Regions from separate parts of the Canis lupus genome. Here region 2 is linked to region 1. A link is a contact called in public Hi-C data. All regions are on one chromosome and are shown on one strand. Each heading gives the region's core, a stretch centred on a gene start, on an enhancer-like site or on the middle of the called end of the contact. The rest is flanking DNA. Distances are from core to core; before and after follow the strand shown. Region 1 holds the start of PARP11 (protein mono-ADP-ribosyltransferase PARP11). Region 2 holds the start of CCND2 (G1/S-specific cyclin-D2).

Region 1 (4,900 bases), core at 1,333-3,832:
ATACCCAATGCAAGGCTTGAACTCACAAGCCCAAAATCAAAAGTCACATGCTCTACTAACTGCACCAGTCAGGCACCCCAAGATGAAGTGTATTTAAATGATATCAAGAATTAACTAGAGGCAAATGCTTGTCTTACTGCATTATAAACTGAAAACCCATTATCTTGTCCTGTATTCTTCAAGTGTTCTGAGATTTTGGTTGATCCAATAGGAAGAGAGAAAATTGCATTATTTGTAGGTGATATGATTGTTGACATAAAAATTGAGAGAGATTAGCTGGCAAATTATTAGAATTAAGACATTTCAGTGTGTTAGGATACAAGATAAATTAAAAAAAAAACCAAAAAGTGAATAGTTTTCCTAATTTACAGTAATGGAAAATATCTCATTCACAATAGTACCAAGAAACCATAAAATATCTAGGAATAAACTTCCCAAAAATTGTGCAAATCTTTGCAAAGATTATTTTATGTATTTGAAATATAAAATACCTAAATACATGAAGAGATGTATTCCTGAATGGAAAGGCTCATGAATTTGAAAATTTGGAAAAGAAAAGAATTAGGAGAGGACTTGCTTTATGAAACAGCAAATAAGTTACAAATTATTATAATTGTGACATAGCACAGGAATAAACAGATATATCGCTGATAGAACAGATAAGAGTGTTCAGAAACAGGCACACTCCGTGATTAATGGTGCCACTTCAAAGTAGTGGGGAAAGAACAGATTATTTGACGGGTGATATTGGGACAACTGGTTGACTATTTGCAAAAAGCAAAGTGAAAAAAAAATAAGGTGAAGAAATCTATTTCAATCCATTTACAAGAAGAAATTAGAGATTTCGAATTTACACACTCTTCTTAACAGTACTTATTTGTTTTAAAGATTTTATGTATTTATTTTAGAGAGAGAGAGAGACAGCATGTACGCTCATGAGTGAGGTGGGAGGGATAGAAGCTGAAGGGGAGGGAGAGGGACAAGCAGACTCCCCACTGAGCGCAGAGCCCCACGCAGGGCTCTATCTCAGGACCCTGACACCATGGCCTGAGGTGAAAGCATCAGATGCTTCACCAACTGAGCCACCCCAAGTGCCTCCGAACAATTCCATTTATAATAATTAATTCCAAGGAGGTAAATGTACAGAAATGTCTGTACAAGAATGTTCACAGAATAATAAAAAATTGAAAACCACCTAAGTATCTATCACAACGGATTATTTCAAATGTGTGTGTGTGATTCACATACAAATCATGGGATGCCATGAGTCTACTTTTTATGTATCGGAGTGAAGGCTATCCATATGATATATATTCTTTAAGATTTTATTTATTTACTCATGAGAGACACACAGAGAGAGAGAGAGGGGCAGAGACGCAGGCAGAGGGAGAAGCAGGCTCCATGCAAGGAGCTTGATGCAGGACTGGATCCCTGGACCCCAGGATCGCGACCTGAGCCAGAGGCAGACGCTCAACCACTGAGGTACGCAGGCATCCCTGTCCCTATGATATTAAGTGAAAGAATCAGGTTCTAAATCTGCAGGAATTCCTTGATCATTTTTAAAAATGTGTGCAGCTATAGAAAAGCTCAGAAAGATATATGACAGTTTCCTTTTCCTTTCCCCTGAGTAGATTCTATTCCTTTGCCTAGAAGATTCTCCCCATTTCTTGGGAGTTACTTGATAAAGATAAAGAGCTCTTTATCCAAGTAACTCCAATAAGTACGTCCTTGAGGTCTTAGCCTAAGCTCTGTAGAGGGACGACAGGAAAGCAGACACCCTGTCCCAGATGAACATAGTCTCATAAAACCCTGTACTTGCCATGCTACCTACAAACCCTACTGCACCTTTTTATTTATCTCTATTACTTGTTTTTTTGCTTTTTCTCCCCTAGACTCTAAGCTCCATGAGGGCATGGACTGCGGGTAGGTCCTGTGCTCCACAGCCCGCCTCGGGGGCTGGGAAGTAATTGTCGCTTATTGAGTTCTTACTGCACGCCAGATACTGTGGTTGGTTTTCTTCTTTTTCTTTTTCTTTCTTTTTTTTTTTTTGAGATTTTATTTACTTATTCATGAGAGGCACAGACAGAGATAGAGAGAGGCAGAGACGCAGGCCGAGGGAGGAGCAGGCTCCTGGCTGAGCAGGGAGCCTAACTCAGAATGTGACACCGGGACCTTAGGATGATGACGTCAGCCCAAGGCAGACGCTTAACCTACCGAGCTACCCAAGCATCCCTGTATTCCATAGGTTTTTAAAAAGATTTCACTTATTTATTCACGAGAGACGCAGAGATGCAGAGACGAGATTTAGAATTGGGAGGTTGGGAGGTTTGTCCCCAAGCCCCGCGGACATGAATCCCTGGGCCCGTGGGACTCCTGGCCGCTACCCGGATCGGGGAACACCGGAGGAACTGCAGCGGGGCTCGAGGACCGCTTGGCGGGGAGAGACCACCCGGAGGGCAGCGGGAGGACGAGCCCCTTCGGTCCCCCGACGGCCCCGGCAGCACAAGCCCCGCCCACCGGCCCGGAAGGCCGCGGCTGCGGCAGGACGAGCTTCCGGGGCGGGGCGGGGCCAGCGCTGGTTGGCCGGCCTCGGGCGGAAGTCGGGAGGGTCGGTGGTCCGAAGACGCTGGCTTGTCACGGGGCGGGGTAGAAGGACGGCCTGCGTAGAGGTTGCCTCTCCATCCCTCCGCACCCCGGGGCCCTCGGAAAAAACCCAACACCCCGACCCCGCGGCTAGCCCCTTCCCCCAGGCTCTCTCCGCTCGATTTCGCCACCGTTATGTGGGAAGCGAATCCGGTGAGTAGCCGGGCGGGACGGGGCGGACCCAATGGGCGGGGTATAGGGGAGAGGGCGGGAGGGGGTTCCCGGGAACTGCTCCCCCTCACCCGCTTCGGGCCGGGTGTTGAGTTCCGGGGCCGCGAAGATCCTGGCCCTCGGGTCTCCGACAGCCCCTGGCTCTCGAGCGGCGCAGATGGCCCCGCGGGCTCCCCGGCGCTTAGAGCCCTCTGTGATTTATTTGAGTCGCTGTGGTTTCTCCGCCTTTGTGTTTTGCTTCCTCGTCGGAGTTGCGGGGCTTGGCGGTCGCCCCTCTCCCTGGCCTCAGCTGCACCTGCCGGCGCCTCCTGCATCTGGAGGCCGGTGTCCGGCGTGGGCCTCGGGGGCGCCGTCCTTCCCTTTCCCTTCTCACAGCCCTTCAGTGGACGGACCACCTTCCTTCCAGACGCGGGGGCCGGGGGTGCGCTCCGACCTCTCGACGGTGGCCTGCTTAGGTGTTCTTTTCTTCCAGTGGACAGAACTGATGACCTGGACCTTTCGGCTGCACACCCCACCCCGTCCCTTCCCCTCTTGTTTGACTCCGGTGTTTGCACCGAGCCTGCCTGCGTCTTGGTCGGCTTTGCTTTTATGCATCCACGGACTGTGAAGCTCTCGCTAGGGGGGAAGTGCCCAGAGCCAGGGCAGGTGCCACCTCAGGCCTTGACTGGGGTGATGGCAGAGCCCCTCCCTGCGAGTTGTTGGGCCGAGTCTGTGAGCTGCCCGCAGGCCCAGGCCGAGATAACTGCCCCGGTTCGTGTTCATGCCTGAGACGCTCTTTTGCTGCGGTCAGCACTGACGCCCCCCGCCCCCCCCCCCCCCCCCCCCCCCCCCCCACTTCTGGAATATAGTTCCGGAAGACTGGGAGAGTCTGTCAGTGAATTCTGTTACGTTTTAGGTTTTTGTCCGGCAGAAACTAGTCTGTTGGTTTGCCTTTGTTGCTTACACAGGGTGGTGGCATCCCAGTCTTTGTGTAACTGCTCATCATCGAAGTTTTTTTTGTTTTTTGTTTTGTTCCTACCTATAATCCCGCACTATCAGGCCACATCAGAGGAAAGTGATTGCTGGTATTTGATGTCAGCAAAAGTAACTTAGAATCATGAGGATGGGCTTCCTGCTTTTGGATGGTTTCACTGTCATCAGCAATCTTGGTTTTGTAGCATCGTACGTGTATGTGTGTATGTACATATGTGCATCTGCTGTGTGTGTTTTCAGTCTTTATTAGCAGTCCCTTTTGTCTTGGTTTCTCCATAACAGATTTTTTAGTCACCTAGGTGATGTCTTGCTCAAAGGCACGTATTTCAAAAAAAAAAAAATTCTTCACTATATTGTAAGCTCCCCGTGGGCAGGGCCTTTGTCGCCTGTTTTGTTTACTTGGTATCTTCAGGCTAGAGTAGAGAGCCTGGCACTTAGGAGGCTCTCGGTAAATATTTGTTGAGTTAGCAAAGGGGACTGGATTAGTACTGGAGACAGTCCTTTGCTCCTACTGTTCATTCTCCCTCCTCCATCACTTATACATTAGCGCTCACTGTGGGGTCATTTGTACGTTTGTGAGGATTATGAAGATGTTAGTGAGTATCTCATGCATTTGGTTTATTATAGCATCATCTCATTTCTTTGTAAGGAATGCTGCTGCTGCTTCTGTCGGCACCCTAACAATTTTGCTTGATTTCACTAGAGCAAACAGACTTTTGTTGATAGTGGTGAACCTTCCACATGTAATCCCACATTGTTCTTTCGACCCTTACCCTTACTGTGCTACCCTAATATGTCTTAATGCTACGGGGTTTCCTTACTGACACTGGTTTCCTTCCTATGAACATATCAATCCTACCAATAAGGACAGTTCAGTTTTTAAAAATACAGTCAGCATTCTCTCTTTGTGTTTCTCTGGTAATTTGTTAGTTTATATTGGTGGATGGGCATCTGGACAGTTTGTCCAGCTGTGTTCATGGAATGAAAATTAGTTTTAATGTTACCCTAAGCCAGACACTTAGGAATTTAAAACAAACCAACCAACCACAATGTATCCTGAAGATAAATGCAGATAACATTTGCATTACCCATCAACTGAAATTGTTTGCCATTT
Region 2 (4,612 bases), core at 1,063-3,562, 440 kb before region 1:
AGATGGGAGCGGGAATGGGTTGGGTGGGGGTGGTTGGAGGGAAGAATATCAGGAAAACACACATACACAAAAAAAGAAATGAAAAGGCATAACCTATGGAAAGAAGCAAAAATATTTAATTTTTCAGCGGGGAGGGGGAGGGGAGTAGACTATGTGATAAGAATAAAGATGAGGAAAACGGGGTAAATCTAAATGGTCGGTGCTGGGGTACTCCCCAGGAACGTAAGAGAGAGTTGAACTGAAGATCCGAACCGAGGAGGCAAACAAATGCGCAGTAGCCGCCAGGCTCGGCGACGCTCCCTTTGGCTACTGACTTCTTTGCTCCCTCTAACTCACTCACACTCTCTTTTTTGGATTTCGTCATCTTTTCAAAAAATCAATAAAAATATTCTGGAGGCTCCGGGGGTCTTCTTCTTGGTCTCATTCGGAGCCCCGGACCCTGCTCTATCATTCCCGACAATTGAAAAAAATGTCCGGGGGCGTCCTTGCGGCCCAGGCGCCGCTATTGGGGGGGTGGGTGGGGAGAGGTGGGGAAGAGAGGGGGAGGGAGGAGAAGAGGAAGAGCCGCAGCCTCGGCGGCGGACTCGGAGCCTGGGGAGACGGTTTCAAAAAATAATTAAAAATCGAGGAAATATCCTAGAAAAGCCCTTTTGGCGTGAAAACCCCACAGAGGAACCAGGCTTCCCGAAACGGAGATTTCGGGTGCCGGAAAGGTCTGTATCTCAACCCCTGGGGCTTTGGATCCCGAGGGGAAAGTTGGAGGGGTGAGCGCCGCGGCGGGAGTGTCCGTCCGGCTGCGGCCCGCAAGGGCAGAAACCGGGGACCGTGGTGAGGAGCCGGGGGAAAGGCGAGGAGCGGGGCGCCGCCGGAGAGCACCCGGGGCTCTGACCTCTCCGTTGGGGGCGCCCCGACATCCCCCCTACACACACCTCCTCCCCCCTTCCTACCCCACCCAAATCTCCGCACCGAGAAAACTGGAAAGCCAAACTGTAAGTAACCTTCGTGAGGTGGGGGCTGGGGGAGAGGGTACTATTGCAAGTGGGGGGGCCGGGCTAACGGGGTGCGGGGGGCGAGCGGGCAACGCTTTCCAGCCTTTCCAGCCGGAGTTTGCAAAGCAACATGGCGAAACCACGGCAGGTCCAGAGCCGTGCATACGTGGGCACACGGCTCGCTCGGCAAAGATTTGGAGCAAGGGTAAAGAAGTGGTTCTTTTGGGTTCCCCTAAAACACACGTTTCTTCATTGCGACTTCCGGGGCTCCTGAATTCTCCGTTTCTCTCCTCCTCTCTCCTCCCCCCCTCCTCCCCCCCCCCCCCCCCAAGTGCCAACGCGGAGTCGCAACCACATGCGGGGACCTGAGGCTAGGACGATTTTGCTCTGGCCTTTGGGGGGCTGCTCTTTTTTACTTTGGGGCCCCGATTCCACGCTCCCACTCCCAGCTTCACTGCACCGAAAGCAGCCGCAGCTTCGCAAAAGACAGATCAGGATGGGGGTGGGAAGAAGAGGCAGCCACATGCAGGCACACGCGCGCGGGATGCTCCCCCACCCCCGCCCCAGGACAGTCTCGTTTCTCCCAGATTTTCCTCCTCCCCCCCTCCCCTCCCCCAGTTCTTCTAGCATCCTGCAGGGAACAGAAATGAAGCCACGCGTCTCGCCAAAGGGCGAGGGGTAACCTCGCGCGCGGGAGTGCGGAGGCGAGCGCGGATCCTGCCATCTCCCAGTTTTAGGGTCCCTGCGCTGGGGGCGGGGGTGGGGAGCGTGGGCGTCTATCCGGATGGGGACAGACGGAGTCCGTCTGCAGACCTACCTCCAGCATCCAGGTGGCCACCATCCTGCGCATGTAGGGCTGGATGTCCTTCTGCACGCATTTGAAGTAGGAGCACTGGGGAAGGTAGCGCTCCTCGATGGTGAGCAAGTTCTGCAAAACGCGGTCGTCGTAGAGCAGGTTGGCGTCCGGCACGGCCCTGCGGACCGGGTCCACCTCGCAGCACAGCAGCTCCATGGCCAGTCGGGTACCCGCTCGCTCCCCTGCTTTCTCCGGACTGGAAAAGTTGGGGGGTTTTGAAGGGGGGAGGGGAGAGGGTTCCCCTTACCTCCTTCCTTTGGCTAAATAGGGGGTTTTCGAGAGAAAAGTTATGGGGCAGAGAGAGACAGAGGCTGGGGAGAAGAGAGGAGAGGGAAGGGCGCTGGGAGAGGAGAGCCTCGGGGGCTGCTAACTCTGCCTGCCCTCCCCTTCAAACTTGTCTCGCTCTCCCCTGCTCGCTCTTCTCTGCTCTGCGAGGCAGTGACGCAAACTGGCTGGGCAGTTAGTTCTCCTCCCTCTCGCCTCGCTCCCCTCTCCGGTTCCTCCTCCCCTTCCCTCCCCTCTCGTCCCTCCCCTCCTCCTTTCAATCTCTCCGTCCCTCCCTCCCTTTCCCCTCTTGTTATTTAGGAGAACAGCAGCTGGCCCGACCTAACTTCAAACGCGGTCCCCCGCCCCCCCACCCCTCTCCTTAGCTCTCCGAGGCCCTTTCCCTCTATCCAGCCCTGCATGCCAGGGGCCCCGAATAGGGGAACCCACAAAAAAACCCCACCGATTCCTACTTATTCCCTCTAATTTCGCACATTCTGTGGGCGTATCGTGCCAAGTACGACCCTCCAACTTTGGCTTTCTCAAAATTGACCTTTCCATTCCTGCCCATGCATGTAAGATCCGAGAATGACGAGTGGATCACTTGAAGATGGGGTGGGCTCCTGCAATTTATAAGCAGATCCCTTAAGTGAAGAATAAGGAGGGCGATTTTAGAAAATAGCAACCTCGGATATCCAGAGATAAAGATTCTGTCCCGGACGTTTGAGCTCCTGGATCACTTCGGGCTGTTTCAAAAGCCCGATTAAAGGGGCCAGAACAACGCCCCCCCACCCCACCCCGCCTGTGTGTGCGAAGAGGAAGGAGAGGAAGGGGTGGGTGTTAGGAGGGAGGGGGCGGCTTCTCCGACGTGATAGAATGTGACCCTGAAGCAGAAACCCTCCCCTTCTTGGGGGCGCTACAGGCGCCACGGGGAGCAGGAGAGAAGAGGTCTGGGCTGCCGCAGGCTGGGGGGGGGGGGGCAGGGCTACCATCGGTTCTTCCGCGGCCCGCGGCCACGCAGGAAAAACCCGCTTCCTCGCCCCTGCATCTGCTGACAAGCCGCCCGAGGTGTCTGCGCCGAGCGTGGCCACACTGATACAGCTTTCTAGGAAATAGCCCGGGAGGGGGAGGGGAGGAGAGGGGGGCGAGGGAGGGATTAGGTTTGGCTCCCCCTCTCTCCCCCTGCGCAAACAACACCACCCCTTCCTTTCCTCGGAGGCCCGAGACTTCCATCCTGTGTCCTCCGCTGGCATCCTCGCCGACCCCTCCGGGTTCATGCCTCACCCGCCAGCCAGGGCTTTCTCCCCGGGAGCCGGGTTGCGGTGGGGACGCTGCCAGCGCAGTCGGCTCCGACATGTGCTCTAACGCATCCCCGGGTCAAGGCTGCTTTTACAGGGGATATGGTGGCGTTTCCTCACCTTCTTCCTCCCCCCCCGCCCCCCTCCCCCGGGTTTCAGTGTAATTTCACTTGGGGGGGAAGGGGAGAGAGCCCAGCGCCCCCGGCAAGTTGGCGGAGCTGGCACGTGCAGGGAGCATGGCGTGGGTCAGGGCTCGGGACACACCGTGGTCAACCGAGCGCCTCCTTCGCGGAGGCCGGGGGCCCGAACCGGGGTGTGGAGAGCTGGCGGGGAGGGGGGGCTGGGTGAGCTGTACACTCGGTTCCCTGAAAGGAGCGGGGGGAGTGGAATAGGGAAGGCGGGGAGTGAATAAACCAGAGGTGCTAGCGATTAACTCGGGCCCCGAGGCCAGCCCCTTTAAACGAGGGTGGGGCGGAAGGGGTGGGGGGGAAGGGGGGGATATCGCTTTAAAAGGGTGAGTAAGAGTTTGGGGCGCCGTCTCCCCTCCCTCTATTTGCATAGCCAATAGCTCTGGGGCTCCTGCTACTGCGCGCTGATTGTTACCGGGCAGATTACTTTTTTCTTTTTTTTTTTTTTTTTTTTTTTTTTTTTTTTTTTTTTTTTTTTTAGTAGGACGCGTTCCCCGCTACATCAAAAGGAAGCCAAGGGAGGGCGGAGGGAGCGCGGGGACTGGGGCGGGCGAGGGCCGGGGAGAGGCCGGGGCGCCTGCGACCTTATCAATGGCCGAGGGAATTAGGATCCAATCTACCGTAGGTAAAGAAAGGGGAGGGAAGGGGGCGGCGAAGAAAAAGTCTAATTGCTGTGGAAGCCATTAGCTTTCGGGAAGAAGAAAGCTCCCTGAGAAACCTAAGTTGCAACTCAAAATGAAACAGTCCAGCGCAGCGGATGACACTCCGGCTGAGTACAGTGCTCCTCGGAATAGAGTCGGTCCCTAACAATTACCTATTGATTTTAGTCAACTTGGACTTTCCGACTCCTGCTTGAGTCACTCCGGATAAATACATTAACTTACATTTTAAGACCCCATAAAGGAATTACTCAAACTTTACCTCAGCCACCTATGAGCGGTTCAAAGAAAGCTGCTGGGGAGGTGGGGGGGGGGCCCGGGGGGGGGGTGAGAGGTATTTTTAAAGTATGAATCTAGC

Evidence for each region. A called contact is a pair of places that touch in the nucleus more often than the background predicts.
Region 2: a contact with region 1 is called in a Hi-C map of blood, with 4 times the contacts expected there. The contact joins the promoter of CCND2 here to the promoter of PARP11 in region 1. A contact is called at or near these places in 4 of 9 Hi-C or Micro-C datasets (amygdala and blood).

The regions. Positions count from the first base shown.
Region 1 is chr27:5,059,445-5,064,344 of UU_Cfam_GSD_1.0, reverse strand. It overlaps PARP11 (protein mono-ADP-ribosyltransferase PARP11), which reads left to right and starts at 2,582. Exons shown (of 9, transcript XM_038576511.1): 1 at 2,582-2,796.
Region 2 is chr27:5,497,335-5,501,946 of UU_Cfam_GSD_1.0, reverse strand. It overlaps CCND2 (G1/S-specific cyclin-D2), which reads right to left and starts at 2,312. Exons shown (of 5, transcript XM_038576513.1): 1 at 1,807-2,312. The coding sequence starts at 2,001.